Linked DNA regions of Mus musculus: regions 2, 3, 4, 5, 6 and 7 are each linked to region 1. Evidence: chromatin contacts called from public Hi-C and promoter capture Hi-C data. All regions are on one chromosome and are shown on one strand. The core of a region is the stretch at or near the end of the contact, and the rest is flanking DNA. Distances in the headings are between cores, read along the strand shown. Region 1 holds the start of Slx4ip (SLX4 interacting protein). Region 2 holds the start of Kiz (kizuna centrosomal protein). Region 3 holds the start of Ralgapa2 (Ral GTPase activating protein, alpha subunit 2 (catalytic)). Region 4 holds the start of Naa20 (N(alpha)-acetyltransferase 20, NatB catalytic subunit). Region 5 holds the start of Sec23b (SEC23 homolog B, COPII coat complex component). Region 6 holds the start of Dzank1 (double zinc ribbon and ankyrin repeat domains 1). Region 7 holds the start of Dstn (destrin).

Region 1 (3,583 bases), core at 673-3,172:
TATACAGCTACAGGTAATATTTTCATAGCTGCTAGTATATGCCAGGTACTTCTTAAAAGAATTTTTTTAATTTATGTGCATGGGGGTGTGACTGTGTGCACCTTTGCACATGTGAGTGTAGGCACCCGCAGACATCAGACACCTCTGAGTTCCCAAGAAGCTGGAGTTACAGGCAATCGTGAACTGCCTGACATAGGTGCTGGGAACTAAACTCAGGTTGTCTAGAACAGCACACAGCTCTTGACTCTGGGCCAGCTCTCCAGCCCATGCCAGGTACTTAGGAAGCACATTGCTTGTATTAACTTAGCTAACTCTCACAGGAGTCCTACCTTACAAGTTAGGAAACTCAAGCACAAGGGTGGGTAACTGTCTTTTAGATCTCAGAGATGGAGCTGGGGTGAAGGAAGTAGGATGTACAGTCAGGGAAGACGTTTCAGAACTGATTTTTTTACCCATCCACACTACATCACTACCCTTAGTAGCACTGTAAAAATTGCAAACAAGCAATATTTCAGTGTAATAATGTTTTCCTACATACTCATAAAACATGAATATCCACAATGGAAACATTCATGTGAGACTCAGTAAAACAAATGGTGTTCATTCTTCTTTCCCACTTAGACTAAGGAAAAGACATATATGGCAAAGTAACAATTACTGGGAAGCTGGTTGACAAGGTAACCAGTCACTGGGACATTGGTTCAACACCCACCCAACCTAATACTCCTCCCTGTCTCCATGGTATTTTAAGTAAAGCCAAGAGGGAAGGTGAAAACCAATCTTACGCCTAACAGCATGAAAACCATGTCTCAAATACCTTAGTGTCATCTATATTCCACATAGTCTCCATTTCTATCTGCAACTGGTCTGAAGTCTGGTTTAGAAGCTTCCCAGGTGACTGTCATGGGCAGCCAAGGTTGAGAACTACTGATTTTCTTTTCTCATACAAGAAGACACAGAAGAAAGCCTGGTGCTACAAAAAGCTAAGGTAAGCCACAGTCCAAAGTTTCCAAGTCACTATTATACTGTGCCCAAGTGCAGCTTCTACTCATTCCAAGAAACATGCTCCCAGAAGATGCTGGGATGGCTGGTCGATGATTACACTGAGCAACAAGGCCATGCTACCTGGACTATTAGCCTTACAATTATGGCTATATACAGTATCCAAGAAATACGAGAAGTGAGAACATGAAGTTGCTTGTCCAGCAGTGCTAAAAAAAAAAACATTAGAACATTATGTTCCTGGTCCCAGCTTTGGATATATCAAAGCAAGTGGATGAAAAGGAGGTTTCGTTTTGTTTTGTTTTGAAGTTTACTTCTATATTTTATAGCACAAAACTAGCTAAGTATTCAACAAATTCAATGAATGAATGAATGAATGGGAAGAATATACAAACACAGCTGATCACATTTTAAAGTCCTCTGGGAGCTATATTCACCTCTATAGATGCAGAAAGCCATACAATTAATGATCAAATTTGCTGTTCCATCCATTTTGCTTTGTTATTCTACGGAAATTCCCTCAACGTTATTGTCCCTTTAAATCTCAGTCTTCCTGAACAGTGGTGTTTAACAATTCTAATGGAAAGAGAAGGAATACCTAAGAGAAAAATTGTGTTAAGTCCCAAAATCCAAAACAAAAATACGTATTGGTATAAGATGGCCAAACAGTTCGGTCCAACTGAGGGAAGAGCTGGGTTATCCGAACGAAGTATCACACGCTCTTACCTACGATGGTGGCGGGAGGTGGGTTCGGGCTGTAATGCTTTGTTACTGTCCGGGGTCACTGGTGGACTAGTATAGTACCTGAACGGGAAAACTCAGACTAAAAAGGCGGCAGACCAAGCTTCAGCAGCTTTGGCTTACTTCCCGTTTCCCAGCGTCCCCTCGCACGTTAGAGAATGCAACCAGCGCCCAAACACAAGATGGCATTATCGACTTCATTCGGTTGGAAGCCACTGCCAGCACCTACGATGGCGCCCGAAGCCCTGGCTAAGGTAATGGGATAGCCGGAAAGAACTGCCCAAACGAAAAATGGCTTCTGTCGATGATATCAACGCTTTATGGAGACCAAAATAAAAATGGCGGCCAAAGCGGATTTTTTTTTTTTTTTTAAGAGGTTGGAAAAGCCACAAATACAATTGGCAGATAATGTATCACTGTACGTCAACGATATGTACTGATGGACAACAACAACAAAAGCCGTGTTTTTCGTATCACAAAACTATAGGGCAAGAGTAGAAAATATTTTTAATGAGGAAGATTAAAAGATACGTTGAAAAATAAAGGTGCCTTTCACGGTGCCAGAGAAAAGCGAAATAAAATATGTTTAAACATAATTTCATAATGCTTCGGGTGGTTCAAAAGAATAAAAGACTTATCTCTGAAGAAAAAAAAAAGAAAGGCAAAGCCAAGGAAATTAACCAACCGGATCCGGCACTGAATTGAAGACTCCCGACTTCTGCCAACCCCGCTCCTAGACTGGGCGGAAGTTTCCTGCATGGCGACAGGCTCTGTCTGCGCATGTTCGCTCTCTGACGTCACTCGGACCGGCAGGGCGGAGCCAGTTTCTACAGCTTAGGGCGTCCTGAGAGAGGTGGGAATTGACAACTGAGTGACAGGGCAAGGCGCCTTGTGATTGGTCAGAACAGAGGAAACGCCACCTAGGACTGGTAACAGCTTCATTCGTTCTACAAATACCTTTCGAGAGAGCAGAGAGCCGCACGCTCTGCCACCTTCTTGGTGCTGTGATGTGATGTGATGTGACCTTTCAATTTTGGTAGCGCGCACAGACAGAATACACGTCTGCCCGTAAGATTTCCGGTGACGGCCGCAGCTTTCCTTTGCGGGAGCTTCACGCAAACCCCGGAAGAGGGGCGGGGGAAGGAGGGGTGGTGCGCGTGAGCATAGAGTTGCGCATGCGCCTTCTTGCCGCGCAGGGCAAAGGTGGTGGCGCTCCGCTGCGTGGTTGGTTGCTGTGCAAGCGCGATTTCTGGTTTCTGGTGGTGAAGGTGGCCTGACCTAGAGGTGCAGCTGCTGGTGGGCAGGTGAGAGGGGCCAGGCCGCTGGTGGAGAAGCCAGCCTGCGGCCTCACCGCGTCCCCGCACGGAAAGGTCGCGAGTGGTTGGGACAAGGGTATTTGGGGGCGGGGATACAGAGGCACCTGGCTACCGGATTGGCCCAAGGACAGCTTTCAAAGTAGCTTCAGAGCGGGGCGGTGGTGGTGCACGCCTTTAATCCCAGCACTTGGGAGGCAGAGGCAGGCGGATTTCTGAGTTGGAGGCCAGCCTGGTCTACACAGTGAGTTCCAGGACAGTCAGAGCTACACAGAGAAACCCTGTCTCGGAAAACAAACAAACTAAACAAAACAACAACAATAAAAACAAAGTAGCTTCAGGATGTGACTATCTGATGATGGATCAGTGTGGGTGAGGAGGAGTGACCAATATCAGGTAGAGTTTGAATAGAGCTTCCTCAAACTCACATGCACAAGAATTGTAACTGAAATGACAGACCCATAATGCCACAGGAACTGGAAATACCTTTAAAATGCACGTTATTTACAGTTGCTGGCATCTTGAGA
Region 2 (3,583 bases), core at 313-2,812, about 10 Mb before region 1:
CTTGAGCTCGCATGTGCACACGTGCTTGTGCATGCACACACACACATTCTCTCTCTCTCTATTGTATTCTCTCTGAGATCTCACTAAGCACACTGAAGGTGCAAACATTAGAAAGTATTGAGAAAAGAAAAGCTCTGTAGGAAAAATAAAGGTGTGTGTGTGTGTGTGTGTGTGTGTGTGTGTGTGTGTGTGTGTGTTGGAGATAGGTTCTCACTATGCTGCCCTGGCTGGCTTGTATCCCAGGCTGGCCTTGAACCTGTGGTCCTCCTATTTCTGTCTCTTCAGCATAGACCACCACCAACATACGCCTAAATGGTTAATTTTTTTTTTCTTAAGTGGGAGATTAAGAGATCCCTAGAGTAGGTGAGCAGGACTGTGTCAGAAGGAAAAAAAAAAAAAAAAAACGGATGTAGAAAGAAGATAAAACACGGAAAGAAGAGTTAGGGCCCGTGGGAGTTACTTAACAAGTAATTGGCAAAAATTAAGTCTAGTGTAAGATGCAATTCCTTTGAAAAATCACTTACTTTACCTCACCTGCAATTACTGTTATGATCTTAGAATTGTTACAGCCCTCCTGTTCCTTCTGAATGATTCTGTAACTTTAACACCCACTAAATGTTTTGTTTATCAAAAGATCCAAAAATCTATTTCCTTTCTTGTCAACTAATGAGATTTCTAAGTCCAATTAATTTGGCAGCTAAATAAGTGTTCCAACAACTTATCTTTCCATGTGGTTATTTATAGTCAATTGCTTTGTACTTTTTTCTATTTATGCATTCTTAGATCTAGCTTTTTCCAATGGTTCTCATCTTTCATGTCTTAATCAAAGGCAATCCCAACCCTCGAAGCTGAACCCGTTGAAAATTTCATCCTTTTACTAGAAATTTAGTCAGCCCCAGACACTTCTAAAAGACTACAGCGCGCGCGCAAACACACACACACACACACACACACACACACACACACACACACACACACACACACACACACCATTCCAGCCTGCGTTCCTGGACCTGTCATCTTTGATGCAGTGCGGCTGTCAAAGTAGGATGACAACTTGAAGAGAGAGTGAGGAGGGGGCATGTAGGACTAGAGAGGACTAAAGAAATTCACAAGGTTTGATCAAGACTGGCAGGCAAAAAAACTCCCACTCTCACTTCCGGCCGCATCCGCAGGCTGAGGGACCTGGCTTTGGTTGTCATGAGAGATTACAGTCTCTCTGCGCTTTCAAACAAGGGGCATCCGTGGTAAAGTTGTGCTCCTAACCCCTTCTGGGGCTAGTTGGGGGTCGCAGGCGAGTTCCAACACTAGTGAACCACTGGCGGGAAGTGGGCCGGACACCGTACCCCGATGCTCTCAGTGGCGCCGCTGACTCCCTGCCCCGTCCCGCGGCCGTACCTGTCCCGCAGAGCCTGCTGGAGCTGGCCCACCCTTTCGTAGTAGCTGGGGCTCGCCAAGGGCGCAGAGGTGGCGGAGGCCTGGCGCAGGCCACCACCACCGCCACCGCGCCCTCGCGGCATTGCCACAGGGCAGCTGGCGGGCCAGCGTTGCCCAAGGAGACCGCCCCAACATGCACCGCGGGTAAACAAGGCGCCTAGCGGCCTGAAGAGGGCGGGGCGAAGGGCGGGGCGCCGAGGAGGCGGGGTTAGCCGCGGTGTGGGTCCGGGAGGGGCGAAGACAGAGAGACTGGCAAGGGTGGAGCAGCCCTGGTGGTACAGGGAGAAGACAAGGGAGCTGTGTCACGTTCTCTCTGCTACCGCTGTGTTTCTCTTCCCCTACAGAATCCGTCCTACACGCATTCATTTTATCAGATGCAGTTTCTTATTTACCTTCCTAGAATTTGCAGTGAGAGACCCTGTGACAAGATTGTTTTGATACCAGCACTTAGAAAGCAAAACAAAAAGCTAGAAGAAAACAAAATTTAAGAACCGCAAATATGCCCTTGATCTCAGCACTACGGGCAGAGGCAGTAGGAATTCTGAGTTCGAGGCCAGTCTAATTTACAGAGTGAGTTCCAGGACAACAAAGACAACACAGAGAAACCTAGTCTCAAAACACCAAACCCCACCCCCAAACAAAATAAAACAAACAAACAAAGAAACCAAATATGCCATCCCACGCTGGAATGTTTTTCAATGCTCAGGTTGCCATCAGCCCTTTCAGGGGAGAAAGATTTGGTTTCTAACTAGGTCCTTGTGAATCAAACCGTTTACTTCTGCAGTCAATTCTCCAACAAGGCCCCCAGCCAGACTACATTGGCATAAACCCTATGTCCCACAACTCAGCTGTGACCATACAAAAAGCCTAGGTGCCCCAGAGTGAATTGGGCAGACTATTACAGCAAGACTAACTTAACCTTAGATCAGTTCAGAGGAACTACTGGTTATAAAGGCCCAGAACAGAATCAGTCTTTATTCTTGCCTCCATCAACATGGCAAAAGGCTTCCTGAAGAAAGACAACTGGATTCTAAAACCCACTTGGAATAGGAAATTAAAAAAAAAAAAATGTACACACGTACTTGTAGTCAATGTGGTTCCTTATCCTAGACTTTTAATTTTATGTCTCTTTTCTCAAGTCGGTAGTTTTATTTTCATGCAAAGCATCCCTGACACCAACATTTCTTTAATAGTGTGTCAGGACTCCATGGGGATTGCACCATATCTGAATGGGTTAGGGATAGGGAGCTGTGTGTCAAAAAGTTCAGCAACAGTAAACCGTTCCTGAATGTGTAATGACCAAAACTCAATTGAAAAATCAAGGCATAATAAATCTAAGCTGCTTCTGACGGCATGTGTCCGTGTCTTGTCCCACTATAACATGCTCACTATACACTGCACATGTCCATTGCGCTCTGACTTATAGTACCATACTGGCATTAGGGGAAGCAACGAAATGGTCAAGTCAGCAACCCTAAATTATGATTTTGCCTATCCTTCCTTCCTCATACTGTCTGCCTAAATGCTGAAAGGTAGAATATATCCATGTAATCTCAGGACTCAAGGGGACAGGCAGGAGGATCTCTAATTCCAGGCGGGCCTGACCGACCTTGGCTTAAAAACAAAAACATGTGGACCAGACGATGGCCCAGCAAATGAAACATGCTTTCTTTGCAGGTATGGCAATCTGAGTTTGATTTGATTCCCAAGAGTTGTTCTCTAACCTCTACTTGTACACTCTAACACACATGCATACACACACACACACACACACAAACATGCACACGTGTGCGCTTCATTGAATTAAAATGTCATAAATCAGCATAATGGGCTATAAGCAAAATAGGGTCTCTGCTCCTGCCTTGACCAATATACCTTTTTAAGAACATGGAAATACAGTCCATGTTCCTAAATATGTGGAATTTAGTTCTCTGATTCTTTCCTAATCCACCCCCTAATTTTCCACCCTAATTAAATTAATAATTCCCTAATTTCAGGGTTGCATGATGAGACACACCTCACTCACAGTAGGGATCCATGTGCCCGGCCTTCTCCCCATTCGACCAATCCCATCTGTATCCATATGTTTGTCTCAGCCTCCTTTTGGCCTAAAGCTAAATACTAGTGATGGTTCCTTATAAGAACG
Region 3 (3,583 bases), core at 301-2,800, 9.6 Mb before region 1:
AATGGAACAGTGAACATGTGTTTTAAAATCTGAAACAGGGCACAGGATAAACTGATGGTGACAAATACTCTTGCCGTAATGTTAGAGACAGCATCACTTCTCTCCCTTACAACAGAATTGGGGAGATTATGGCCTTCATCTATGATGTCATCTGGGGATGCAGGAGGCGCAACAGCTCTCCCATCATCCTAGGCATGGAGATTACATCTCTAGGTCTGTGAGATTTCTGCTGTTAGGTGATCTGTCTGTAGTCTGTTTTGTTTTGTTTTGTTTTGTTTTTTTGGCTAAATACTGTTCCTTTGGGTATATCTTAGTCGTAGCCATGCTATTTTGATAACTCTAAAAATAGAATTTACCAGAACGGAGAAGTTTTTGCATGCTGAGTTGAAATGTGTAGGGCTGCTTTATCATCTTTTTTTTTTTTTAACTTAATGAGTTTATTGAGTGCCTGTAGAGATCAAATACCAAGCTTAATACAAGGGTGTGTACATTTCTAGCACTTTCCTCCACTAGAGAAAAAGACTCTTGGATTATGCCTATTTGGATGAAAAACATGTGATTCTAAGGTGCCTCTTTAGGTACTTGCTAATAAAGCCAAAATATCAAACCTTGGGGATCCAGATGATAATAAACAATTATATAGTCAGTTTTCTGGTAAGAAATCATTTGAGCATCTTCTGTCTTAAAGTCTTGCTTCAGTGAATAGGCATCTGGCCTTAAAAAGCATGTTGGCCCGAGAGTCAGGTCCTTCAGGTTCTATTTCTGGTTCTGTTATTGGATTGCTATGAGGCCTTGCATAACCCAGGAGCTCTATCCGCAAAGCAAGAGGCAAGACTGACCTCTGCACTTGAGATTGGGTTCCAGATGCCTTGGGGACTGAGTGGACCTCACTGGACAACAGGCCCACTCTTCTCTGCTACCAAAGCCATTTATTTACTTTAGTGTGAAATTAGAGATCAGATTTTGACATGGCCACACGTGCTTTGTCTTGCTCCTTAGTGTGAATCCAGAAGTAAAAAAAAAAAAAAAAAATCTAGAAATAGTTTTCAAAATTTAAAAGTCCTACAGCTTTTCTTACTTTGTGTGTGTCTGTGAGAGAGTGGGGGGTTGGGAGGGGTAGGTACGCAGGCCAGGCAGTAGAGGGGAGGGAGTGTGAGTTTCAAGGGTGGCATCTAGCACTCTGGAAAGCAGGTCGCTGCGCTTCGTCTTGTGGGGACTACAGTTCCCGGGAGCACTTGCGGCCCATATAGGGGCGGGAGCTCGCGGTCCTGGTCATATGGAAAACACCGCAATCTGATTGGAGGTCACTGCGCAGACTCGAAGCTGGGCGCGCGTCCCCGCGAGGTTCCTAGCCTCAGGCTCCTAGTGCGTGAACAGTCCGGGATGTGCGCGTGCGTCGCGCCGGAGGGCGGACCAGAGGCACCCGTGGGGCGGGGCCGAGGGTTTCGCATCGACACCGCCTTCCTGCCCCGCCCCTGACCGTTCGGCCCGCCCCTCCTTCCTGGAGCCTCCGCTGAGGCTGAGGCGGCGAGGCGGCCGGGAGGGGGGCGGCTTGTGGCCGGAGCGACACGCGCCCGTCGCGACCCTATGCAGTGACTCGTGCGGCGCAGGCGCCTCCTGCCCCGCCGGCGGGGCCCAGGCTTACCGCGGCGGGATGTTCTCCCGAAGGAGCCACGGAGATGTGAAAAAGTCCACGCAGAAGGTGCTGGACCCCAAGAAGGACGTGCTGACCCGCCTGAAGCACCTGCGGGCGCTGCTGGGTGAGGCGTGGGGCGTGGGCTGTGGGTCAGAGCCACCTGCCGGGAGGGCCGGGTCCCACCCGCGGCGTGGGCCTGATGGGGTCTCAGGTCCGAGTGATGTAGAGAGCTGGGAATGGTGCGCAGCCGACCTTTGCTAGCCTAGATCGGGACCCTTGAGGCATTGTTCCTGAAGGCTGTACGTTGGCCCTGGGCGCTGCTCTGTCGTCCCAAGTGTAAACTTAGCCAGGATTCTCTTTTGGGTGCCTAGCCTCGGGTAACCTCTGTGCCTGAGAGCAGGCACAGAGGTGACTATAAGCTGTCCTCTCCAGGAAATAAACCAAGCACAAGTGGGGCGGGCTTGAACACACACACACACACACACACACACACACACACACACACACACACACGCACACGCAGCCCTACCTCTCTGCCACCTCCTCTCTGCCACCTCCCTCTCCCTCTCCCATTCTAAAAATTTAAATTCTTGACAACTTGGGTTAGACCAATAGCTCATGTGGTCCCATCACAGACTTCGTTGAACTACCATCTCTCACTCACTCTCCTTTTAAAATGTTACTATGTTTGAGTGTAAGACTTTAGGTAGGATTGATTTCAGCTGACCCCAGGACAGATTAGATGTCATTTCTTCTCTCCTGCCCTTCTCTCTTTTAAATTTACATTTTTTGGGGGTTGGGGGAGGGAGGATGGAAGGGTCCGGCTGATAGCTGTTTCCTTGGGTCTTTGGTGTGAAGGGGGCTCTGATCAGAGGAAGCTAGGCTTTCTTTGGGTCCAGGGAGGCAGCTTCTCCCTTATCATCAGAGTGACAACCATTACTCCCTTTTGCCTTCCCTATTCATGGCCTGCAGGGTGGAGGTTCTGCAGAGCCCAAGTGGGCCTGGAATTGACTTGTGATGGCTTGAAAGCTCTCCCCTGTGGGTGTGAAGTGTCCACAGGTTATCTGATGCTGGTGATGTGTAGCTTGGCTAGGCTATGCATTAGTTCTATCTTCTGTCTGTCTGGACAGACTTATCTGTATTTGGGGGCCAAGGAAAAGACAGGTTTCTTCTACATATGTATACTGTTGAAACAATAATAAAAAATTAAAAACCCAGTGTTTTTAAAATTTTAGACCATCTGCCACTTGAGAAAATAGGGCACAAAAGAATTCATTTTATAGGTGAGAATTTTAAGCATTCTTGTTAATGAGATTAAGAGTTGCTAATTATTTCTATTTATATTGTGTAAACTATTTCTGAGTGGGGGATTGGCCAGCCAATCAGCCAACCAATGAACCAACCAAATGCAAAACTCAAAACCATGACTGTTGCCTCAAAACCTACTCCCTTCCCCCTCAAAACCCACCAGATTTTGACAACTGAAGTTACTATCTCAGATCCCCAGATATTACACTTAATGTGTTCAGTTTATAATGAATGTAAATCAGTTACTGTTAGAAGGATTAGTTTCTGGACTTCTGAAAGCAAAATGTGATGTTCTTGGTAAGTTGAACTTTCTCCTTCCTGTAGTGAAATGTCTAGGCACACAAGTGCTTTGTGTTGGGTCCTTAGTATCTGATTAGTTCCTGCTGCAGGGGCATTCTTGATAAAGGAGAACTGAACAGTATTTTAAGGCATTTGATACTTTGGAACTTTTTCTGTGCTGAAGAATTTAAACCTTTGTTCTGACCAAGAAGGCCAAGATTAAGTTGGCTACATTTTATAAAGACAGAAAACCTAGACCAGAGTGGTTTCTTAGAGATACACTGTCTTTGTTACCGTCCAGAGAAAATGGATACTTTCAGGTCTGAGTATCCTTAATTTCTCCCCTAAGGTGTGTGGCTC
Region 4 (3,583 bases), core at 555-3,054, 9.0 Mb before region 1:
CTCAGTAGATCAGAATTCAGACTGAAGAATTTTTAGACACTATGTGCCTGTACCTTTAAAGGACACCCCCCCCAATTATTCCCTAATACAACCGTATTGGAAGCACTTATAAAATATGTACGTTGTACTATATAAGTATTCTATTGATTTACAGTACATGGAAGTGCTTGGGCTATTTGCATACCACTCCATTGCAATAAGGGGGTTGCACATCACTGAATCTTGGTGTATCATAGAATCAATCTCCTGTGGATACCAAAGGATCTCAGACTTGTGATCCTCCAACCTCAGCCTGAGTGCCAGGATCAACCTTTTTCATTTATTGAATGGGTATGGGTTTTATATGTCTGTGTGTTACATGCATACCTGGTGCTTACTCAAGCCAGGAAAGGCCAGCAGCTTCTTGGAACTAGTATTACAATCAAGTGTGAGCCTCCATGTGGAGTGAACCCCTGTCCTCTGGAAGAGCACCCAGTACTTTTAACAACTGAACCATCTCCAGCTCCATGGGACCAATTTTTTAACAACCACCAGGGCCAGTCTCCACCTACTCCACGTCAGGGTTCTGTGTGTGCAATCCCTTCCCTCACCCAGAAACTGAGGACATCAGCACATGACAGAATTTGTGAAGATTTAAGGGCCTATTATTACATGAGCGCCTGCCACAAGTACTAAAATGCACAGAGGATTCAACACAAGCGGGACCTAACCGAAATCTCACAAGATCGGATCTGAACCAATTAAACACGATAATTAAACCTGGCTTCACCTGAAGCAAAGGCCTACCCTGCTTCACACTCCATTTTCCTGCAGCCTTCTCCAGAGTTTCCTCCTTGCCAAATTTCCTTCATCAAGGTTCATCCCCTCTTTGAAATGTCCATCATCCCAGAGTTTCTTCCCTTCTGTTACCTAAACCTTCCGGTCCATACTTCTTACTACGTTATATCAAGCAAATAACCGAGGTCATGTGTCTACAGGAGTTCGCGGTGAAATGCTGAGCTTTTTAAATGGTCATAATTTGGATTCCAAACTAAATTTTTTTTTCTTTTTAAAAAGCGAGAAGGGGAGAACGGCAAATCACGGGTTTTTAAATTTTGGACTGAAAAGAAACCACACAGCACCGGGGAGTCTTCAGTACATTGGATCCCCAACCAAAAAAAAAAAAATGTAGTCTAGCTGGGTGTGGTGGGGCATGCCTTTAATCCCAGCACTAGTAAGACAGGAAGACATATCTGTGAGGTTTAGGCCAGCCTCGTCTACAGAGAGTTCCTGGAGCCCAGGGATACGAAATGAACCCTGTCTTTTTTTTTTTTTTTTTTTTTTTTTTAAGAGAAAAAGAAAAAAACCCAAGGCAGTCTACTTTGGGCGCTCCGCTACTGTAACTACCAAGCACAAACCACAACTTGCTGAGAGGGCCCGGAGCATCGCAAGGTTACTTCACTGGGATACAATTTAACCAGGACCGCGCTCCTTCCCCGCCCTCCCTCCGCAGTGAGGCCGCCTCAGGGAGCGGGCGCGGGGTGTCCAGCCCGGCTCCGCATCATCCCGGGCGCACCGGGAGCGCCGCGCCTCGGCCAAGGTCACCGGTCAGCGCGCCCGCGCAGCGTCCACCCGGCCCACGGCCCCGCGAGGCTGACCCCGTCCCGCGCCGCGAAGACAGAGGCCGGCCGTGCCTCACTCACATGTTGTTGAAGCGGAACAGGTCGTCGCAGGTGAAGGCCCGGAGCGTGGTCATTGCGCCGCCGCCAGCCTCCAACCCGCTCGGCGCGACCCCGCGCCCGCACTACCGGAAGTACTCGCGCCCGCGGCCGCCATGGGGTGGGACAAAGAACTACTTCCGGACCAGAGGTTGCTGGGCAACAAGAGTAGCGTCGTAGCTCTCTCTGGCGGCTGAAATCAGCAATTGCCTTAATGATCCGCGCCCCGCAGACCCTTTCCAAAAAGTAGGCAGAGTAGTAACAAGGAGAAAGAAGCTGGAGTCAGAGAGCCAAATCGTAAAAGCAAGCTTCAAAACTACAAAGATGCTTCACAGGGTGAGTTAGGAAGTGATCCCTAAAAGGATGGCTCAGGGCCTCTTCTCTCAACCACTGTCATGAACCAGGGATGTGACCTTAAATTTTCTAGCACATTAAAATTATTTAGAAGAAAGGAAGGAAAGAAGGAAGGAAAGGAGGGAGAGAGGGAGGGAGAGAAAGAGAGAGAGAGGAAGAAAAAGAAAGGAAGGAAGGAAGAACAGAAAGAAAGAAAGAAAGAAAGAAAGAGAGAGAGAGAGAGAGAGAGAGAAAGAGAAAGAAAGAAAGAAAGAAAGAAAGAAAGAAAGAAAGAAAGATTATCTGTATAAAAAATGTGAATATCTTATCTTATTTTGGCAATAAGACTTTGAAATCTGGTCCATATATTTGCAGTTTATTTTAATCCGAGAGAAAAATGATCAGAACTATTTGTTTTCGATGCTGATTTTAATAAATGTGTGATTAAAGAGCAGATCAAGCCAGGAATAGTGCCTTACACCTGTAATCCCAGTAGTAAGGAGACAGAGACAAGAGGCTGTTAGTGAGCCTCGAAAACCCTGGTCTATATAGTGAGTTCCAGGCCAGTCAAGGACACATAGTGTGACCGTCTCAAATACATGCATACAAGATGATAGAGCTATCAAAGTAATCCAAACATGTTTCCAAATAACCAAATGAAACATTATCTCATGTCTAAGTTGAAAGTTAACCATTAGGAATTACATTCTTTCATCTGGCCTGCTACATTTTAAGCACCAGCCCAGCGTCTCCACGGCATAGACCCAGTGACTGAGGAGACTATGTACTGTCGGGCTGTGAAGCTGCCTTCCCCTCTTCTCCTTACCAGCAGTTGGGGTGGTCCTGGAGAACATGCTGCTGAGCTCAAACCAATCCAACTCAGCGAGATGCCTACATTACAGCAGACTCACATCCCCAACTCCTTTGGGACTCAGTTGCTCCGCAGGTGTCTTGGGAATTCCTTGGCCAAACCTGAGGGCCAGGTGTGGTGGAGAAGAAAGCAAATGGTTGAAAGAGCAGGTAGTCCCAGTGGCTCCTCGCCAAGCTTTGTCTCTAAGCCTGATGAAGTAAATTATACAATGAATAATTGTAAACATGGGTATGACAGGCCCGAAAGTATATATATAACTGCTACTATGGTAGAAAGGTGGAGTTTGACACCATGAGTTCAGCTTCTACCCTCTATTCACTTACTTTGGCAAAATATGCCATGAAATGAACAGTAAAATATATTTTTGAGGGAAGTTGAGGTTATGATGCTTATACAAATGGAAAAAATGGACAAAGTCAGAAAGAGTCTGAACTAACCAGTAAGAGAGATATGGTAGTCTACTCAAGGAAAATTTTAAATGCATGTGGTTAAAACAAAGACAAAATTGAGAGGGGGGGACATGTGGGGGAATATGAATTTGATGGGTGTATATATGCTCATATTTCATTGTATGTGTGTATGAAATTCTCAAGAATAAAAATGTTTTAAGCCAGTGAATGTAAGTAAATTTGCTTTTTTTCATGAATAAGTGTATCATTATACAAAGAAAACTATAAGTAAA
Region 5 (3,583 bases), core at 761-3,260, 7.7 Mb before region 1:
GTTCTGAGACAAGCCAATTTCAACTATGTGTCGAAAGGTAAGTCTCAAATTCTGTTTCATGATCCAACAACTTTCCTGATTCCCTTCCTTTCTTTATCAATCAAAGTAAATTCTGTATGAAATGCCACATGCCAAGAAACCTTGATTTTTGTTTGTCCCCCCGCCACCCCCACCACATTGCTAACTGTAGAGAACAGAACTGTATGGTGACCTGAGAATCCGGTTATTAACAGGAAGCAGCTTGACACTGAAGCATTTCTAGTGGGCATACCACAACTATGAAAGGAAGTTTGCTTTTGTATTGAGTCTCACCATGTTCTCCTTCCTCACCATGTTTGCTTATGATCATCCTTGAAAGACTCTTTAACAATTAAGTCTTTCAGACGAAGCTTTCAGACTCGGATAGCCCAATGTTGTTAAGCAAATGCATCCTACGTGTGATTGAAAATACATTGACACATGAGTGACTGAAGGTCAACTGAGCAAGCCAATCCGGAAAGCAAAATGAACTGGTCCAGGGGGTAAAGTGCTTGCCACGCAAGTCTGACAGCCTGAGTTAGAGCCTCAGATCCCACAAAAAGATGGAAGGAAAGACCTAAGATCACAAAAGTTGCCTATGAGTGGCTTGACAGGTGCACACACATGCAAATGACATGTTTAAGCAAGTAGACTGTTAAAAAAAGGAAAGCCAGAAAACTGAACTGAAGAAGAAGAAGAAGAAGAAGAAGAAGAAGAAGAAGAAGAAGAAGAAGAAGAAGACGACGACTAAACCTGTGAAATGAGAATGGAAGCATATTCTTGTAATTTCCATATTTGGGAGGCTGAGGCAGAATCAAGAGAGTACAAAGCCTCCTGGGTTACATAGGGATAGATATAGATATATAGATATATCCTGCAAATAATTTGGGTGAGGACAATTTTACATACCCAGAAAAGCAAATTAATTATTCTACCATACAGACTCTATACAACAAAGTCCCAAATGTCTGTTCCAACTGAAACTCTTAACACATCTACTTGTTAGTTCTGGCAAATACAAGAAGATAAAACCCTAACTACACAGAAAGCACTTAGGCGCCTGGGAGCGGGGGTGGGGGTGGGGGGTAGTAAATAAGTCACAGCACATTCTAACATCGCCATTTCCAGCAGTTACTTCAGCAAACCCCATTAAATAATGGTAACCCCTCTATAAAGTTCTTTACGTAAATGTATAAGTCCCCGAGTATCAACATATTAACACCTGCTCCTATTTCCCACTGCCTCCTTTCCTCGATTTATTCTAAACCAGCTTCTTAATCCTAAACACGTAATCCACAGAGGCTTTCAGTGAATTCATGAATCCTCTGACGTTCTATGTATTTTTATTAAATTCTATGTGCTGAGAAAAATGCTCCTATCAAACTCTCAACGAGTAAGGGTATCTGAAGAGGTAAATAGCCGAATGGATGAATGACTGAGTGAATGAAGAGAGAATGAATGAATGAGTGAGTGGATAAAAGAAAGGCATCCAATAAAATATCTTAGCCCCTCTAAGCTCTCCAGGACATAACTTTCCAGGACTTAGTAACCATCTGTAGACACAGTTAAATACCTAATCCTGTACTGAAGATCTGGTTTCTGGTTTCACTTATCACAAAGCAAAACTCAAGGTTTTCATGGGGATTCGGTCCTTCCGGATGTTCGAGTCACCACCACCAACACCCCAATTCCGAGGGCTAAGGAGTCAGAAACCGGCCGTCGGCTCTCAGGCACGGCGCGGACGAGTCACTCTGAGCCGGCTTCTGGGTCATCAACTCTCTCTGATTCTTCCCATAAGCAAGCCCACCTTGCCTCGGCCTGTCTGGCTTCGGCCCTCCTCCTATGCGCCCCTTCACCATTGCAGAGCCAGCCGCTCACCTGTCCGGAGCCACTCACCGGGACTGAACCTTCCGCGCCCCACGGACACCAGAGCTCAACTCCGGCTTCCACCGCCAAGTCCACCTCAGCTCACAGTCGATTGGTCACCGCTCCGAAACGTCATTTCGCGGCGCCATGCTCTAGCCAATCAGAGAGCGCTTCTCTGGCTGACCCGAGAAAGTGAAACAGTCAGAAAAGCTGCGCCTCCATCTTTGAATAGGGCAAGGCTGTGGTTTCTCACCCAACAAACTTTAGAATGTAGAATTCCTCAGGATACATACTTTCTTGAATATATCCTGAAATTTTTCTCCTTCACAGAACCTCGGCGCCTGCGGAACCGTCATCCAAATGCATCCAGCACTCCTCAGGGGACCGCCCTGACACAACATGACGTCTGTTTGCCTCAGGGGGAAGTCCCTCTCATCGCCTAGCTACCGGGAAGCGAGAAGAGGGACGCGTAGCCCGGAGTTGTCCGGAGAGGCCCTCAGCCTGCGGGAAGGGGCTAGGAGGGGACAGAGAGTCTCGGCCGCTAGTTGGTGATCTTTTTGAGCTCAGCAAGTGCGGGTGCGGGTCCTCTCTTCGCGGTACAAAACTTTCCCTTCTCGTTGCTGCTGTGGTTTCTGTGCTCAATAAAAACTGTTTCTGGTGAACATCCTCCTGCCATTCCCCAGCAAGGAAGTGAGTAATTGGGGATGGTCTTATTCAGACACTTAAGGAAACTATCAGAGTCCGTTTTGATGGGTAACACAGCTTTTTCTGTGACCGCCGCAGTCATTTTTACACTTTCTTACAAGTGGCAAAAATAAATAAATAAATAAATAGCAGCAAATTCAGCGAGTGTGTAGTGCCTGCAGCGGCCAGAAGAATCTATTGTGTATCCTCTAACACGGGTGCTAGGAACTGAACTCCAGCAGTATACACATAGCCACTCAACCAACCCTTCATCCCGCCAACTAAAATCTTACAGTTATGCTAAGACATGTTATTCAAAGAGTACCCATTAAATAACCCAGTTTCCTACTAATGCAAACTTTTCTTTAAGACAGAGCCTAGCTGTAGGTTTGGCTGGCCTGGAACTCAGGAAGCCCTGCTTTCTTCTATCTTCCTATGCCTCCTCAATTTAAAAGCACACGCCATCACACCCGGCTAAATCAAACTTTTTGACGTCTATAAATCATAGGGACTTAAGTTTAAATAGGTGGTACTATAAAATATTACTGTTTGCATTACAATCTTTAAAATAAATTTACATTTTCTCATCATCATAAACATAACAATGTTAATGATGGCATGTTTAAAACCTTAAATTATGTTTGGGAAATGCAGTTATCTCTTCCTAAGGTAAAATGTAAAATAAAATATACATGTTCGTTATATCTAACGCTGAAAAAAAGAAGTCGCTTTTTAAATAACAAACACTAATATGATTTTATTTGTCAAATATTTCCCTTTCAATTTTTGGACCTGGATTATTTCTACACTAGTAATTTCTGTAGAGAGGATTTTTTTTTAATTGCATGTTCAAAATATACAAGATTGAATGTCCTTACTTGGGGGAATTTAGAAGTATTTTATTTATATAAGAGAATACTTGCAGGGCAATAGTGGTGCATGCCTTTAATCGAAGCACTCAGGAGGCAGAGTCAAGGAGATGTCTGTGAGTTCCAGGCCAGCCTAGTCTACAGAG
Region 6 (3,583 bases), core at 720-3,219, 7.6 Mb before region 1:
TCAGACATTCTGATCCTTTCCTTGGTTTGGAATCAAGCCACAAATTTTGGCCTTACAATTAGTATATTGGCTTACTAGAAAGGAGGCTTATTATGCGATTATTGCTCCGTGTAATTAAGGTGGGGGGAGAATTCTTGTACGTCTCCTGCAAGCTGGAGACTAGAGAAGGCCAGCGGCACAGATCAATGGCACAGACCGGATGCATTAACCTCGGTGATGGGAAGTCAATGGTATAGATGGGATCCGAAAGTCTAAGGACAGAGTGGTGAAGGCAGAAGGCTGGCCCTGGGGCTCAGAGTGGGCTGGGGCAAGTTCCTGTGTCCTCCATGTCTTTGGCTTAGGCTGATACTAAATTGGATGGTGCCCATTCACTGCCTACAGTCAGCACATCAGTTCAAATACCACATTCTAGAACATCCCAGAAACAGCAAACAGGCAGATATCTAGGATCTCAGAGCCCAGCCAAGCTGACACATAAGGTTAGCCATCACAACGATATGACAGGAAGCAATGAAAACCAGAATATACAACAAATTACATGAATTGGTTGACTTCACCTTACCATGGATAACAGTCTATTGATGGCCACTGCCCGCTGCTGGGCTTCAATGTGAGGCATTTCGTTCTGAATTACTTGATCTGTGATTCCATGAGGGAACTGGTGGCATAATTCTATAATTCTAGGAACAACGGTATAAATGGTTTATGTTTGCTTGCTTTTAAAGGCAAATAAGGAAGATACACGATAGTCAAGCTAAAAAGCTCAATGTTGTCAATGGGAATAAGTACAGCAAAGTGACTCCAAGGTCTGTGGGCAGAAAGCAAATAGAATATTCGGGGGTGGGGGTGGGGGGCAGCATAGTGATTCACCATAACTGGAGTCTTGAGAATTATCCCCTCCAAACAAACTGGAGGGATTAATTTGTTTGGAGGTGTAATAAACTTATTATCCACAATAATAATGTTGAGAAAGTCGTCTTTTAAATACATTATAACCTAGAAACACATGTGCACTACGGGAGTTAAGGCACTCACTGAACCTACTTGGCTCAATGGTCCTTTGTAATCACAAACTGAACCCTCATTTGGCCCCAACGTTCTCTTATAGAACTTCCCTTGGCAACCGGGCAATCCTGGATTCGAACACATGTCCAAGAACTACAGGGAAAATGCAGGTCTCTCTTCTGGCCCTGGCTGCTGTCACGTTCCAAGTGCTCTAATAGAATCCCGGAGAACCCAGTTCCACAACGTTTCAAGCTGTCCCGCTGCTCTAGAGCTTCTGAAGAGTTCTACTCTCCCTAATCGGGGCGGGGGGGTCGCCCAGACACCCGGCAACCCCGCTCCCGCGTGCTCGACCAGTCTACCCCAGCCTCTCCCCGCGGGACTGAGAGAGAAGGGGGTCCCGCTACCCAGCTGACTGCTCGCTTAGCGTCGGGAGCCTAGCTTTATTGCAGTACCTGTTTTCTATCTCCACCGGATCCGCGTCCGGCGGCTGCACCTTGACCTTCACCTCCGCCATGAGGGCAGTTTTCGAGACTAGAGGAAAAGTGGCCCCTCGGAGCGCGCTGGAAGTCTCGGGAACCGGTGGAGGCGCGCGCCGGGGACCGAGGCTTGAGAGAGAGGCGAGGGACCTTCTTCATCCGGTCGCGCTGGGCCTTCTTCATCGGATCGGCTTGGGGCGCCCGTGCTGTGCCTGCTCCGCCTTGCTCGGCAGGGTCGCCACAGCGACTCCCTTCCGTTGTCTCAAATTTCAGTGCTTGTCGGACAAGAGCCTCTGGCTCCAGTACGCACCCTTCAGCCTCTTCCAGCCGCCGAGAAGGCATATTCTTGGACACCTACAAGAAAGTGTCGCAGAAGGATCTGGAGGCGGGTACCAGACGGAGGCTGCAGCCAGAGACAAGGGCGGGGCTGGTTGCTAGGATGTCGATTTCCCTGCCAATCATCTGCTCGGCTCCCGATGGGCGGGGCGCGGTTCGCAGCGTCTGTGGAAACGCAAGCTGCAGCGGAGGAGCTGTGGTGAGACCGTGAGAAACCTGACAACGGGTTGGCGGCGGCGGTGCTGCGTCGGGGGTCCTTAATCTCTGTCCTTGAGGCTGGAGAAGGGTGAGGAGAAGGGCATCTCTCACTGGGTTGGGAGGGAATTAGGCATCTCTGACTGCCTCGCGAGGCCGAGGGCATGACGCAGGGTCTGGGTCCTGGTTTGGGCAGCGAGGAGATGGTTCAGGTGCAGGATGTTGGGAGATGCTGGTGGCATGACACTGACACCAGGCTGCGGTGTGGACCTAGCGAATCAGCCATCTCTGTCTCCTTCCTGTGAGGTCCAGTGACCACCCCAGGTTTCCAAGAGCAGCTAATAGCTAACCGTGAGCACTTCAGTCTCGAACCAACGGTGTTTATTTAGAATCTAGTTTTCAGCTATCTTTATTTTAGCTGACTCTCACTCGAAGGGAAATGTGAAGGTAGGCGAATCCCTCTACATCCAGCGTCATTTCTGAAGGGTCAGATACCTGTAGTTTTTATTCTTGGTCCTCAATCTGGAAGAATCCAAAAAGGCATTAAATTCGTCTTTTAATTCTAATTATCTCGCTTTCCAGAACAAGATATGTCAAAACGCAAACATGTTCACAGCAACATGATCAGAATTCCAACTACCATTTAAAAAAAAATGACCTCACCACTGAACAACAAATTGTTACATGAAAAATTGTAAGCCAGGCATGGTGTCTCATTCCTTTAATCCCAGCACTTGGGAGTCAGAAGCAGGTGGATCTCTGTGAGTTGGAGGCCAGCTTGGTCTACAGGTAGAGCTCCATAACAGCTAGGGCTGTTACACGGAGAAACCCTGTCTCGGGGGAGCGGGGGGCGAAATGAGGATGCAAAATGTTGATTATAAAAGTGAGATGAATATGTACATTATAATTGAATAATAATGTAGCCACAATCGTTGAAGCTACAGTGCAAGTTGCAAATACTGGATTAAGAGGACTCCTCCCCACCTCAAAGAAAAGACCCATAAGGTTTCTGCCCTGCTAGTTATTTACAAAATAGCAGAGCTAATAGGAAATGATGGTTGTGGGTTTATATCCATGTCAACTTCCTTTCTATTGAGAGCTGATGCTCTGCAGTCTTTGCAGTATATTTTCCAAAATACAATACACTGCAGTGGTTTGCAAAGGTGAGACTGTGGGGGGTTAGAACCTCTTTTAAGATTTGGCTCTAAGTAATTCATGCTACGTGCAGAGTTACCTGCTCCCCTTATGTAATGAGTTGCCTTGAAGTCAGGAGAGTGAGTGTGTGTGTGTGTGTGCATGTGCGCGCGCACTGGCTGAAGGCAGTGAAGAGTGAATGATCTCGAGGGAACTGAGCTCAGAGCGTTAGAGGTGGATTCTGCTCTGCCTCATCCGTGGACCTGCCCTTTTAAAGCAGCTCCAGCCTCCTAGCGAATTCATCTGTTTGTCTTTATTAGATGTAAAGTGTTTAGGTGAATATCCAACAGCAGACGTCAAGAGCAAGCATACAGCCAACGTGTAATAATTTCATTAATTAAACTGGGCGTTATCTGTAGGTGGCATATTAATTTAAT
Region 7 (3,583 bases), core at 496-2,995, 7.0 Mb before region 1:
AACCCACAGTGAAAGGAAAACTGGCTCCTCAAAGCACCGTGGCACTCCCGTACCCAAGTCCTCAGACCATAATAAATATATCAGTACTTGGATGTAAGAATGAACCCACCTTTAGTTTTTATTTTTGTCTCCCCCAAGTACCAGGAAATCCAACAGACTCTATTTTCATTTTATTTGAATGTACACCGAACAAAAAATTAAGCTTTAAAGCCAAGCTTTTACGTTTAGAATGTTTGGCCCTGTTTTAAATACTTTTGCATTCTCAACTAAAAGAAGACTGGAGAGCAGACACCAGTTCACTTTATTACACTGAGTGCTCAAATTTAAAAGTTTATCAGCACTCAAAACCTTTGGATTTAGTCTTTACTATAAATCAACATATACATACACTTAAAATCTTGCTGAGGTTCAACAGACTTCAAGGTCTGAAATATTTGTAGCTCATAGCATTAAACCCAAACATGACTTAATATCAAGGCACAGCTAAGCATGGTCCGTTTTCAAGAAAACTATCCATTTAATCTAATGAGCCAGCCTGCACCTGCAAGCCAGTTGCTATATCCTAAGAAAAAACCAAAGTTGTTATTCAGTGAAAACACTCTGTAGACAGATAAGTGGGTACCAACTGTTTCCCGGCGCACAGATGTAGCAACAGGATAGTATTTCTAGCAGTGAGGCAAGGCCTTGCCAGCAAATCATTGACCAAAAATGGTAACATTGTGCAGACTACAGTGACAAAATGTTCCACCTGATCGCCCAGTTGAGATACTGTTTTACAACCGATTTGAGTAACACTTTGGAGGTAGAGAAGTTTGTAAATTAAGCAAAATCTCTACCATCTCAATACAACGAATGTTTCTCTTTTTAAAGGGCTGGAGTAATTATACGGGCTTTCTGAAAGTTTTTAAATTTGCATCTGAAAAGCAACAACATCATGTCCAGGACTTGCACCCAAAGTTGTGGTAAAGCCTTGTTCTCAGGTAAAGGCAAATTTCTAGCATGGATGAATGGACCCGGCAGGGAAGGGTTAAAAGAGCCACTGCCAAGCTTGACAAGCCCAACGAGAGTGCCACTGAAGCTGATTGCCAGATACGACAAACAAAGCCACGGCAAGGCCACCCGGTTCTTAATCACGCTCACTAGCAATTACTCCGCCCTCTAGAGTGTTCAATAAAATCCTTTTCCTTCTCAGTAAAAAGGGCTGGAAAAGCTCACGGGTCACCAAGCTGGCCTTGGAGAAAACCGCGCCCACACGGATGGTCTCAGGTTCGGCCGCCCATCCCGGGGATCTACCGACTTCGGGATCGAAGGCAGCGAGGCCGGGCCGAAGGGGATCCCGGGCGGCGGCCTGGAACGGTGGGCATGATGCCGCCCAGGAGCTGCCTTGGAACCGACCCCTCCCTTAGCACACGCCCGAGGATCACTCACCATGTTCGCTGGGGCGGACTTCGGGAGGAGAGCTAGGAGCCTGACGGCAAAGTCTGTGCACCTTCGTCCTCCGGGTAGCAAAAGCAGGAGAGCAGGCGCAGGGCGGACGCGGCAGCTCGAGCTTATTAAGGGCGGGCACGAGTTCCAGCCAGACTGCGGCTGCGCGCGCCCCTCGCTCCGCCCACCGTTGCTACGCAACAGGCCGGCCTCCCCAGACAGGCCCCACCCAGGAGTCCCAATAGTCTCCAGACAACTGGAAACCCCTCTCCAGTTAAGGGGAGTGCATGGGTTCCCCGCCCAGAGGAGCGCCCGGGCTGCTGCTCCGTGAAGGGTGGACACAGGACGCTCCGGGGAATCTGGCCCTGCCCTGGAGGCGGGACCACGCGATGCCCCGCCTACCGCGCGGCCTTTGCCCATACATGGAAGTCGCCACCTGGCCAGGTGTGCGCGCCGCTAGGGGCGGGGCCCCGGCGCGGAGTGGGCGGGGCGAATGCCGGTGGGCGGGTGCTCTGCTTGGCGACGAGAACTCTCAAAACGGCTCTCAGGGACCGCGACCCGCATTTTTTTACCTACTTTGGTGCTGTTCCCACCACCCAGTCCTGATTGGTCAGCGCGGCACTTCGGGCCGTCGCGTGAGAGGGAAAAATCTGCACAGTTTTCCTCCTTCCTGAGGCGACCGTGGCTGATCAAAGTGCTGTGTGAGTCAGCGCTTATTCCAGGACTGGAAAACAGGAGTGATTTGTTTATCTTCTGAGCGGGCTGGGAGGAGGCCCAGTGGCCCGCGGGGGGTGCGTGGGGGACGCCGCGTGGCCCGGGACTGTGGGCCGGGCCCCGCCGCTGCGCTTGGGGGTTTCTCATTGGGGAATTGTGTTTTCCTAAAGGGCGGTTGCACGGAAATACTGCTTCCACAGGGCCACCCGCAATCCTAGCCTTGTTTTCTCCGGGTGTTTTTGTAGCGAATAAAAGGAACTCGTAAGACGTGGGATGATCACCTCACTTTTGAACTGAATTTAGGCAACGAGAACATCAGGATCTCTATAAAAAAAGTCTTAATTATCTAAGAAGGCTTTTGGGCAACATGATCGTTGTTTTTCTTTGTTTCTGTTTTCTGGGCGCTATATAAAAAAAATCTACCCTAGGTAGCAAACCGCGGTTCCCATTAGTTTTAAGGGTTTTGTTTCTTTCTTAAGATTAAAGGCAAGTCGTGGCAATTCTAATCCCTTACTGCATTGCCACGGGGTGTTTGGCAGGCTACGGCAGTGGCGTCAGAATCACCTGGAGAGTTTGCTCAAAGATTTCTTAGTTCTGGCTCCGTGCACCTAGAATGTAACCTAAGAGTTTGCCCTTTTAACAAGTCTTTGGTATTAATAATTGGTAATCACACTGAAGAGAAAGAACCTACATCCAGCTGCAGCCCGAACCCTTCTGGCTTATTTTTGTTTTTTTTTGGGGTTGGTTTTTTGTTTTTTTCTGCTCAGGACTCTGACCCCACTAAATGAGACTTCATTTAAGGACGGTTCAACCTATCATTGGTGTTTCGTCCTCCACAATCCTGTCCAAATACAAGAATGCTGTTTACTGCATAAAATTTTCTGTGCCTTCTTCCAGATTTTTTTTTTTTTTTTTTTTTTTTTTTTTGTCCTGGAACTCACTTTGTAGACCAGGCTGGCCTCGAACTCAGAAATCCGCCTCCCAAGAGCTGGGATTAAAGGCGTGCGCCGCCACCACCCAGCTTCTTCCAGAATCTTAAGCAAGTCTCTCTGGCTCCTCTGCCTCTAGCCTCACTCCCTCTCCTTATGGATTTGCCCAGTAACTGTGTTCCTATCACCTGCCAGCCTGGATTTTTTTTTTTTTTGACATATTTCCAGCGAATCCGTTTTATGTCTTTCCATAATCATTAACTTCATGGAAATCAGGGAACGGGGAGGGGACACCTTTCTTGGGCTTTCATGGATGTTTTGTGGCTATGAACTGTTTTTTTTTTTAATATATTTGCCACTGTTCCCAGATCAAACTGGGAGTCCCAGAAAGACAGAAATTTGGGGTGCGTTCTACATGAAGGGGCCCAGCCCATCAATGTGCTACATGTTTAATAAATGTTTTCCTAAGTGAGCCAGTATCTGAAGATGGTTTAGGATTTGTCAGACAAATTAAT

What was found. Promoter capture Hi-C pulls out the DNA fragments that hold promoters and counts their contacts. Hi-C and Micro-C count contacts between places; a contact is called where the count stands out from the background.
Region 2: a contact with region 1 is called in a Hi-C map of pre-B cells, with 10 times the contacts expected there. The contact joins the promoter of Kiz here to the promoter of Slx4ip in region 1. A contact is called at or near these places in 2 of 484 Hi-C or Micro-C datasets (CD4 T cells and pre-B cells).
Region 3: a Hi-C map of CD8 T cells shows a contact between it and region 1, with 5 times the contacts expected there. The contact joins the promoter of Ralgapa2 here to the promoter of Slx4ip in region 1. A contact is called at or near these places in 1 of 39 promoter capture datasets (pre-B cells) and 2 of 484 Hi-C or Micro-C datasets (CD4 T cells and CD8 T cells).
Region 4: a contact with region 1 is called in a promoter capture Hi-C map of pre-B cells, with 5 times the contacts expected there. The contact joins the promoter of Naa20 here to the promoter of Slx4ip in region 1. A contact is called at or near these places in 1 of 39 promoter capture datasets (pre-B cells) and 1 of 484 Hi-C or Micro-C datasets (CD4 T cells).
Region 5: a Hi-C map of CD8 T cells shows a contact between it and region 1, with 8 times the contacts expected there. The contact joins the promoter of Sec23b here to the promoter of Slx4ip in region 1. A contact is called at or near these places in 1 of 39 promoter capture datasets (pre-B cells) and 3 of 484 Hi-C or Micro-C datasets (CD4 T cells and CD8 T cells).
Region 6: a contact with region 1 is called in a Hi-C map of regulatory T cells, with 8 times the contacts expected there. The contact joins the promoter of Dzank1 here to the promoter of Slx4ip in region 1. A contact is called at or near these places in 3 of 484 Hi-C or Micro-C datasets (CD4 T cells and regulatory T cells).
Region 7: a contact with region 1 is called in a promoter capture Hi-C map of pre-B cells, with 4 times the contacts expected there. The contact joins the promoter of Dstn here to the promoter of Slx4ip in region 1. A contact is called at or near these places in 1 of 39 promoter capture datasets (pre-B cells) and 1 of 484 Hi-C or Micro-C datasets (CD4 T cells).

What each region holds. Positions count from the first base shown.
Region 1 is chr2:136,890,507-136,894,089 of GRCm38.p6, reverse strand. It overlaps Slx4ip (SLX4 interacting protein), which reads right to left and starts at 1,922. Exons shown (of 8, transcript NM_028834.3): 1 at 1,729-1,922. Mkks (McKusick-Kaufman syndrome) reads left to right here and starts at 2,684. Exons shown (of 6, transcript NM_021527.2): 1 at 2,684-3,047.
Region 2 is chr2:146,853,859-146,857,441 of GRCm38.p6, reverse strand. Kiz (kizuna centrosomal protein) reads right to left here and starts at 1,562. Exons shown (of 14, transcript NM_001033298.4): 1 at 1,399-1,562. The coding sequence starts at 1,520.
Region 3 is chr2:146,509,971-146,513,553 of GRCm38.p6, reverse strand. Ralgapa2 (Ral GTPase activating protein, alpha subunit 2 (catalytic)) reads left to right here and starts at 1,550. Exons shown (of 41, transcript NM_001033348.3): 1 at 1,550-1,760. The coding sequence starts at 1,655.
Region 4 is chr2:145,901,462-145,905,044 of GRCm38.p6, reverse strand. It overlaps Naa20 (N(alpha)-acetyltransferase 20, NatB catalytic subunit), which reads right to left and starts at 1,804. Exons shown (of 6, transcript NM_001141965.1): 1 at 1,683-1,804. The coding sequence starts at 1,735.
Region 5 is chr2:144,554,656-144,558,238 of GRCm38.p6, reverse strand. It overlaps Sec23b (SEC23 homolog B, COPII coat complex component), which reads right to left and starts at 2,010. Exons shown (of 20, transcript NM_001252544.1): 1 at 1,915-2,010. It overlaps Gm34292 (a long non-coding RNA gene), which reads left to right and starts at 1,604. Exons shown (of 1, transcript XR_003953925.1): 1 at 1,604-3,583.
Region 6 is chr2:144,525,800-144,529,382 of GRCm38.p6, reverse strand. Dzank1 (double zinc ribbon and ankyrin repeat domains 1) reads left to right here and starts at 1,969. Exons shown (of 21, transcript NM_172859.3): 1 at 1,969-2,103. It overlaps Polr3f (polymerase (RNA) III (DNA directed) polypeptide F), which reads right to left and starts at 1,638. Exons shown (of 9, transcript NM_029763.3): 1 at 1,458-1,638; 2 at 563-680. The coding sequence starts at 1,519.
Region 7 is chr2:143,913,493-143,917,075 of GRCm38.p6, reverse strand. It overlaps Dstn (destrin), which reads right to left and starts at 1,745. Exons shown (of 4, transcript NM_019771.2): 1 at 1,429-1,745. The coding sequence starts at 1,431. It also overlaps a transcript of Bfsp1 not described here.